2 separate regions of the Triticum aestivum genome follow, and region 2 is linked to region 1. A link is a contact called in public Hi-C data. All regions are on one chromosome and are shown on one strand. Each heading gives the region's core, a stretch centred on a gene start, on an enhancer-like site or on the middle of the called end of the contact. The rest is flanking DNA. Distances are from core to core; before and after follow the strand shown.

The links. Hi-C and Micro-C count contacts between places; a contact is called where the count stands out from the background.
Region 2: a contact with region 1 is called in a Hi-C map of leaf, with 6 times the contacts expected there. The contact joins the promoter of LOC123090959 here to the promoter of LOC123090957 in region 1. A contact is called at or near these places in 2 of 5 Hi-C or Micro-C datasets (both in leaf).

What each region holds. Positions count from the first base shown.
Region 1 is chr4B:53,612,779-53,616,730 of IWGSC CS RefSeq v2.1, reverse strand. LOC123090957 reads left to right here and starts at 2,286. Exons shown (of 7, transcript XR_006442680.1): 1 at 2,286-3,295; 2 at 3,515-3,609.
Region 2 is chr4B:53,890,590-53,894,541 of IWGSC CS RefSeq v2.1, reverse strand. LOC123090959 (probable zinc metalloprotease EGY3, chloroplastic) reads left to right here and starts at 1,687. Exons shown (of 4, transcript XM_044512333.1): 1 at 1,687-2,436; 2 at 2,558-2,980; 3 at 3,083-3,321; 4 at 3,417-3,952. The coding sequence starts at 1,870. The coding sequence ends at 3,927.

The sequences.
Region 1 (3,952 bases), core at 1,037-3,536:
AAAATGCGAACGAGATTGGAAACTCGAACATTCTTTTAAACTTGGAACAAAATTTGAAGAAAGTGAACATATTTTTGGATCTGTGAACAATTTGTGAGAACAGAAACATTTTTTGTAACTCTGAACAAAATTTGGCAATGCGAACATTATTTCGAATTGTGAACATTTTTTGAAAATGCGAACGAGATTGGAAACTCGAATATTTTTTAAATTTGGAACAAAATTTGAAGAAAGCGAACATAGTTTTGGATCTGTGAACAATTTGTGAGAAAGGAAACATTTTTTGTAACTCTGAACAAAATTTGGCAATGCGAACATTATTTCGAATTGTGAACATTTTTTAAAAGTGGGAACAAGATTTGAAAGTCGAACATTTTTTTAATTAATTTAAAAGATTTCAAATGTGAACAAAATTTTGAAAAACTGAAAAGCAAACAAAAAAATCATGAACATTTTTTGAATTGTGAACAAAATTTTGCAAATGTGAACACTATTTAAGAAATATGAACAATATTTGACAAAAAGGACATTTTTGAATATTCTGAACCATATTTGAACTTTTCGAAATGCTTACAAAGAAAAAGTAAAAAAAAACATTAAAAAGGAAAAACAAAGAAAACGAGAAAAAAGAAAGAAGAGAATAAGACTGAAGAAAAAACAGTAGAAGGAACAAATGGTTTTGTTCGTTGCTATTTTTACAGATCCACGAGCCTGTTGCGGTGGCTAGCGCGGTTTGTAGGGCTGCAGGAGGTCGTAGGTTCGATCCCTAGCGTGATTCTTTTTTGCGGTTCATCTCGCGAGGCGAAAACCACTCAAATGGGCCGGCCCAGGGTGAGCTCGCCCTATGCGAAGCGGCGACTACTTGCCGCAATAAGCGGCGAATAGGGAATTCCGTGGCCTATTCCGTCGCTCGCCTTGCATCCTCTGCAGCCACACTAGCCATCTTGGGCCGCCTTAGCCACACGCCTGCAGGCCCCTACTGGGCCTTAGCGTGCCTTGTACAAGCCAGCCCCGCCTGGCAACTTGCCGATGCCACTTGTCGCCACGGGATTCCTGCCACTGCCATGCGCCGACTGATTCGATCGAACCGATCTCGCCGAGTCCTCTCGAACATGCCGCCGCCGCTTCCATCGACTGAACCGATCTAGCCGCCCGCTGATGCAACTCACCGATGCATGCTACCTGATGCTTATCCTGATCTCGTCGATAGCGCACCCAACAACCACCGCGGATCATCTTCTGCGCATCGTCTTTGTACCGAAACTTGACGACGATCCATCCTCTAGATCAATGAACCGCGACCTCCTTGAACCTTGCTCATGATACCACTTGTTAGAATAAATTGAGGCATTCCATCGATCATCCGAGGACCAAGCAATCACACGAGCACGACACCGAGATTTGTTAACGAGGTTCATCGATATGGCTACATCCCGGGGCCTGACTACGGGCGCTCCTCCCCATGACACCGTCACAATACCGCACACCGGCCACCCGGGCGCCAGCACACGCCGCCGGCTCCCCCTTGCGCGCCTGTGCTATTATGTTGGCATAGGTTACATCGTGTGTCTACCCCCGCTATATATTAGAGGCCTAGGATACAAGTGTCCTACTAGGACACGACTCCACATCCTATGTAAACACAATAACCTACCTTGTATACAATATTCGACACAACTCCAACAGTGTGAACCCTTACGGTAGGTCGGTCCTTTGTTTGTTGGTACGGACCCGAAACACCTCCTTTAATTCTCTTTCCGGAACGACATTAAAGAGCAAAATTGCGACTTGTAATAAATAAATAAACTGCTAAGTCGGCGGTTTGAAAAACGAATCCAAGATGTATATATATTTGCATGCACATGCACACGTATCCAAGATGTATATGTATTTGCTTTGGATCCATTCTGATCTCTAGTGGTGTACTATATAGGACGTATGGATGTCGATAACGGCCGAACGTTCGGCCTCGTGGTTCGCCAGATGGAACGATTTGTTCGGTGACGGGTGGGCAGCTACCGAACAAATTCGTTCGGGATGAGAGGAGTCCCAGCCCGAACGCCCTCCCCCCACCCCAGCATAGCTTCTGTTTGGCCTTATCTAACTTATAAAGGATGAAGGGGTAGGTAGTCACAACGAAGGCATCGAGCGCACGGTACCATGCGAGGGAAGAAAGCCCACCGTATCGCGCCGCGCGTGGGGGTGCAGCGCACCACGCGAAGGAAAAAAAACACCGTAGCACGCGAGGTAGAGAGCGGCGCCCCAATCCACAGCCCCGCACCCCTCGCTCCTCCCTCCCTCCCTCCCTCCCTCGTCCTCACCCGCCGCCGCTCCCTAACCCTAGCCCCAATCCACAGCCCCGCGCCCCTCGCTCCTCCCTCCCTCGTCCTCACCCGCCGCCGCTCCCTCCAACCACCTCCTCCTCCTTCCGATGGGTCGCCGGATCCGTCGGCCACCCCATGGACTTCGCCTGGAAAACGCGGGCTGGGAGAGAGAGCGCGGGCGGGCGGTAGAGGAGGGTGGCGGGCGCCGACGTCGCAGTCGAGGGGGAGCAGGGCCAGTCGGCCGGAGCTGGAGGCCGGCGCTGGAGGAAGGAGCGGCGAGGAGAGAGGCGCCGGCCATCGGGGACCTCCTAGCCCTCTTCTCCTTGTCGCCATGGCAGGTGGAGCTCGAGCCATCGGTCAGCCTCCCCCTCCCCATGCGTAGGTACCCCCTGCTCCCCTCCTCCTTCCCTTGATTTATCTCTCTCTCCCCCACCCTATCTTCCCCCTTCCGTGTTGCCATGGCCCGTCGCTCCTTCGACCCCGGATCCCGGTGATGCTATCTCCTGTGCGCCGCCTCAATCCACCGCCCTCCCCCGCAGGCTCTTCCGCGCTGGCTTCCACGAGCTGGGTTGTTGCCTCCTCCCCTCCCGTGCACTATCTCAACTTTTCTCCACAAAAATGATGAAAGGCAGCGGCTCAATGCCTCCTTGGAACTCCACCCTGTTTAACTTCTTCCTCCTGATTCCTTCCACTCTAAATTAATTTAGGGTCTGGGTGTGTAGTTTTTATGGTGGGTGTGACGGATCTTGGGGAGGTGAGGAGGACAGAGGTGGGAGAAGGACTGCGAGTCTGGAGAATCTAGGCTGCACATATAAATCCTCTCCATCTTCCTCTCCCCTTTGACCCCTCCCCCCCAGTTCTCCAGTAATCTGATTTTGATTTCTTCTGTTTTCGTAAGAACAATGTGTGCAGATCTGTAAAAGAAGAGAAGAGGAAGAATCCCAAGGAAGAGTTTGGTGAAGAAGAATAAGGTGAATTCACCTCTGTCTCAAGCAAAGTCACATTTGTTCCTGCAATTTGATGTTATGATTTATTTTATCCTTGTTTAGATTTGTTTACATGAATGCCAACTACTTTATTTTACTTATATTCCAGTGACTTTTCTCATTTGTTTTTTGTTCGTGATCTGCTCTGCTTGTTTTGGCTCCTTTTAATTGATGCATTATTTTTGTCTATTAATGTGTACCCAGGTGACTATGTGAGTTGCATTGACAGAATCCATGTATTAAGCTGGGGCATTTTTGGCAGCTGCAGCAACCTGACAATTCATTTGTTCTCATACAAGGTAATTTACTTCCCCCCTTTATGTATCATGGATGGATATATGTGCTGGTTGGTTGTCATTACTGAAGCAAGAATTGTTGATGATGACTACCTTCGAGCAGGTTTTTATTGGTTTTTCTTTCTCCATTTTTTGTATGATGTATGGATGTTGTAGGATAAATGTGAATTAACAATACAACAGCTTCCAGAAGTATTTTGCAACTTCAGAAATCCAGAATTATGGTTCTGATGTTAATGACCAGGATGATGCGATAGCCTCTTTTGATTCGTATCTATTTTTTCGATGCTTGAAAGATATACTTGCATCACTTGACTGGAATAATCTAACTTGCGTTTCTCTTTTT
Region 2 (3,952 bases), core at 438-2,937, 280 kb before region 1:
TATCCTTTCATTACTCCAAGTGATGCGATGGTTCTAGAGGTGGATCTCTTTGAGCCCACAAGATTTAAGGGTGTTGCGGCCTCTATTAATATTGCGCCTATTCTTGTCACGTGCCCGGTAGATTTGATCGAAGTCACCTAGGGCCAGCCACTTGGATCCATATGCAGGCTTTTGAGTGATCAATTCAGCAAAGAAATCATCTTTTCTCGAGGTGGTAGAAGGGCCATAGATGGTGGTGACCTTGAACGTGTTGCTAGACTCACGCAAGGTGACCGAGGCGGAGAGACAGAATTCCAATACCACAGTGTCATTGATGTCAATGACGGAACCATCCCAAAGCATGAGAATGCCTCCCCGGGTGCCCACAGCCGGCAACTGGGCGTAGCTACGAAGGAGGAAACCTCCCAAGTAGGCGGGTACCTTCAAGAGTCCAAGTTAGACAATGTCGACTCCTAGACCCTATGGCCGCCAAATGGTTTGTCGTTAAGTTTGTAATGAATGATCATTCACTAGTTAGTTTTTCAAACAAAAACAAAGATATCTAGTAGGTCAGGCTACTGAATCACTACTTTGTCACCCACTATAGAACCATTGGACAAAATAGACACGAACCCAGCATCATCGTCACCAACGCCACACATTGGATGACAATCCACCATGCCTATATGACGAGAATACGACAGGGTTTGTGGTGTTGTCAGAGAACCAAACCAAGATGGTGATCAAACTATTGGACTTCTATTCCACGCGACATCAAAACGCCGCCACAGTAGATACACACACAACACTTAAAAGAGACTTAATCTAAATCTAATATTACTTTTAAACAAAAAAACATTTCAGAAAAAATATATCTAAACAAAATTATAGTCAAAGTCACGCGTAAAAGAAGCGAAAGTCAACATCTTATAATTGCAAACAAAAGGAGTATATTTTCTTGGACTTGAAAACATACATGTTCAGTTGTATAAGCTCTGCAAATCCTATATTCTCATGTATGTAGATTTTAGCGAGCCATGTTACTGTACACTCCCTCATGCATATATAAACAATTAATCTTGTTACATGAACACTGCCTCCTTTGCAAAATACTTAAAGTTATAGTTCGTCCTAAATCAAGCATCTTTAAATATAAAAAATATTCAAATATTTTTCATTACAAACTAATGATCTAAAAAAATTCTCCGGCATGTCAAAATGATAGCAAACAATTTCTAATGTCAAAATGACTACTACTACACCCCGCAAAAAAAAACTACCAATACAAATTTAGTGTCTTTAATTTAGTACAACTTTAGTGTCTTTGATTTGATTAACTACAACTTTAGTCGAAGTTGTACTAGTACCATCATCCGGAATTAGTTGTCACTGAAATGGATATATCCAGATGTGCTTCAGTGCTAGATACATCCGTTTAAGCGACAAATAAGACGGAGATAGTACTAAATCAAAGACGCTTATTTTGAAATGGATGGAGTACTAGTTAAAATGTTCGAATTTGGCCCAAATGTGAGTGTACGGAAAGCAAGTTACCAAAGACTTTCGAGGCAGGGCCCACGCTAGAAGCTCTAGCAAGCCGAGCTGCCGCCAAGTGTACATTTCTCTTGACCAATTGGATAAGCCGGGGCCTTCACCTCCTTCGTCGCCACCCGCCACTACTCGATCACATCTGCTGCTCCGGCCGTCGCATTCTTCACGACTCCTCCCGGCGCATTCTCCAGCCTTCTAGAACGCTCGCCTTCCTGCTCCTTCCGAACCATTTTAAGCTCCCCCCATGAGCTCCCAGGATCTCCACACCAAAATCAAAGCACCAGATCGAACAGGCAGCAGGCACCATCAATCGAGCTTCACAGCAGCTCGCCACCAGTAATGGCTTCCACTTCGCTCGTTGCAACTATCGTGTGTAGCAGCATCAGCAGCACTGGTGGGAGAGCAACCTTACCAAGAAGCTTCTGCAAGAACCATCACAGGCCACCTCTCAGGCCTCTCAGGAGAAGCTCCCTATTCAGGTGCTCGCTGCGGGAGCAAAATCAGGCGACGGAGAACCGGCCGGTCTCCTCCACTGCCGTTGCTCCTGACGAGCAAAAGGTTGAGGAGGCGAAGAAGGTGTCGTCGCATCATGCCGGAGGAGGGGGAGGAGATCATCAGGAAGGAGGTGATGGCGAGGACAGCGAGAAGAAGAGCAGGGATGAGCAGCAGGAGGTGGACTGGAGGTCGGACGAGGAGTTCAAGAAGTTCATGGGCAACCCGTCCATCGAGGCCGCCATCAAGCTCGAGAAGAAGCGCGCCGACCGGAAGCTCCGGGAGCTCGACCGCGAGCCCGACGCCAGCCCGGTCGGCGGCCTGCTCCGTGGGTTCATCAAGGGCACGCTGGAACGGGAGAAGCAGAGGCTGGAGGAGGCCGAGCAGACCTTCAAGGCGCTCGACCTCAACAAGGTAATCTATTCATTAACCTCAACGATCATCGCTTGTACTGCTAGTTGGTATTCACAGTTCAATCATGGGAAAATTTTCGTGAAGATTTGTTGAAATCTGGGTGCTCGAATTAATGGTGCAGCTCAAGAGCTGCTTCGGGTACGACACGTTCTTCGCGGTGGACGTGCGGAGGTTCGGCGACGGTGGCATCTTCATCGGCAACCTGAGGAAGCCCATCGAGGAGGTGAGGCCGAAGCTGGAGAAGAAGATCGCCGAGGCGGCAGGGACAGAGGTCACCCTGTGGTTCATGGAGGAGAGGAACGACGACATCACCAAGCAGGTCTGCATGGTGCAGCCGAAAGCAGAGATTGAGCTGCAGCTGGAGGTGACCAAGCTGAGCACGCCGTGGGGCTACCTGAGCGCCGTGGCCTTGGCCGTCACGACCTTCGGGACCATAGCTCTCATGAGCGGCTTCTTCCTCAAGCCTGGCGCGTCCTTCGACGACTACGTCTCCGACGTCCTCCCCCTCTTCGGAGGCTTCCTCTCCATCCTCGGCGTGTCAGAGGTACTGCACCTGCTAATTAAGCTTTATCATTTCCGTTAAGCTTTTCTTGCATGTATGCTCGTCCTTGTAATAATGGTCTTGGGAACAACAATTTCATGGCAGATCGCGACGAGGTTGACGGCGGCGAGGTACGGGGTGAAGCTGAGCCCATCGTTCCTGGTGCCGTCGAACTGGACGGGGTGCCTGGGTGTGATGAACAACTACGAGTCGCTGCTGCCGAGCAAGAAGGCCCTGTTCGACATCCCCGTGGCCCGCACGGCCAGCGCGTACCTGACGTCGGTGGTGCTGGCCGTCTCGGCCTTCATCGCCGACGGCAGCTTCAACGGCGGCGAGAACGCCCTGTAAGTAGCAGCAGCACCACCACACACACATCGATCTCGCCATTGTTAACCCCAGCCAGAGCTCTGACGACGTTTCGCGCGCGGCGGACTGGCAGGTTCATCCGGCCGGAGTTCTTCTACAACAACCCGCTGCTGTCGTTCGTGCAGCAGGTGATCGGGCCGTACGCGGACGAGCTGGGGAACGTGCTGCCGAACGCGGTGGAGGGCGTGGGCGTGCCGGTGGACCCGCTGGCGTTCGCGGGGCTGCTGGGGATCGTGGTGACGTCGCTGAACCTGCTGCCGGTCGGGCGGCTGGAGGGCGGCCGGGTCGCGCAGGCGCTGTTCGGGCGGCGCACGGCGGCGCTGCTGTCGTTCGGCACGTCGCTGCTGCTGGGGGCGGGCGCCGTCGGCGGCAGCGTGCTGTGCCTGGCGTGGGGGCTCTTCGCCACCTTCATCCGCGGCGGGGAGGAGATCCCGGCGCAGGACGAGATCACGCCGCTGGGGAGCGAGCGCTACGCGTGGGGCTTCGTGCTCGCCGTCGTCTGCCTCCTCACGCTCTTCCCCAACGGCGGCGGCACCTACTCCAGCTCCTTCCTCGGCGAGCCCTTCTTCAGGGGCGGCATCTAGACTAGACCTGCTTGGCTGGCTGAGC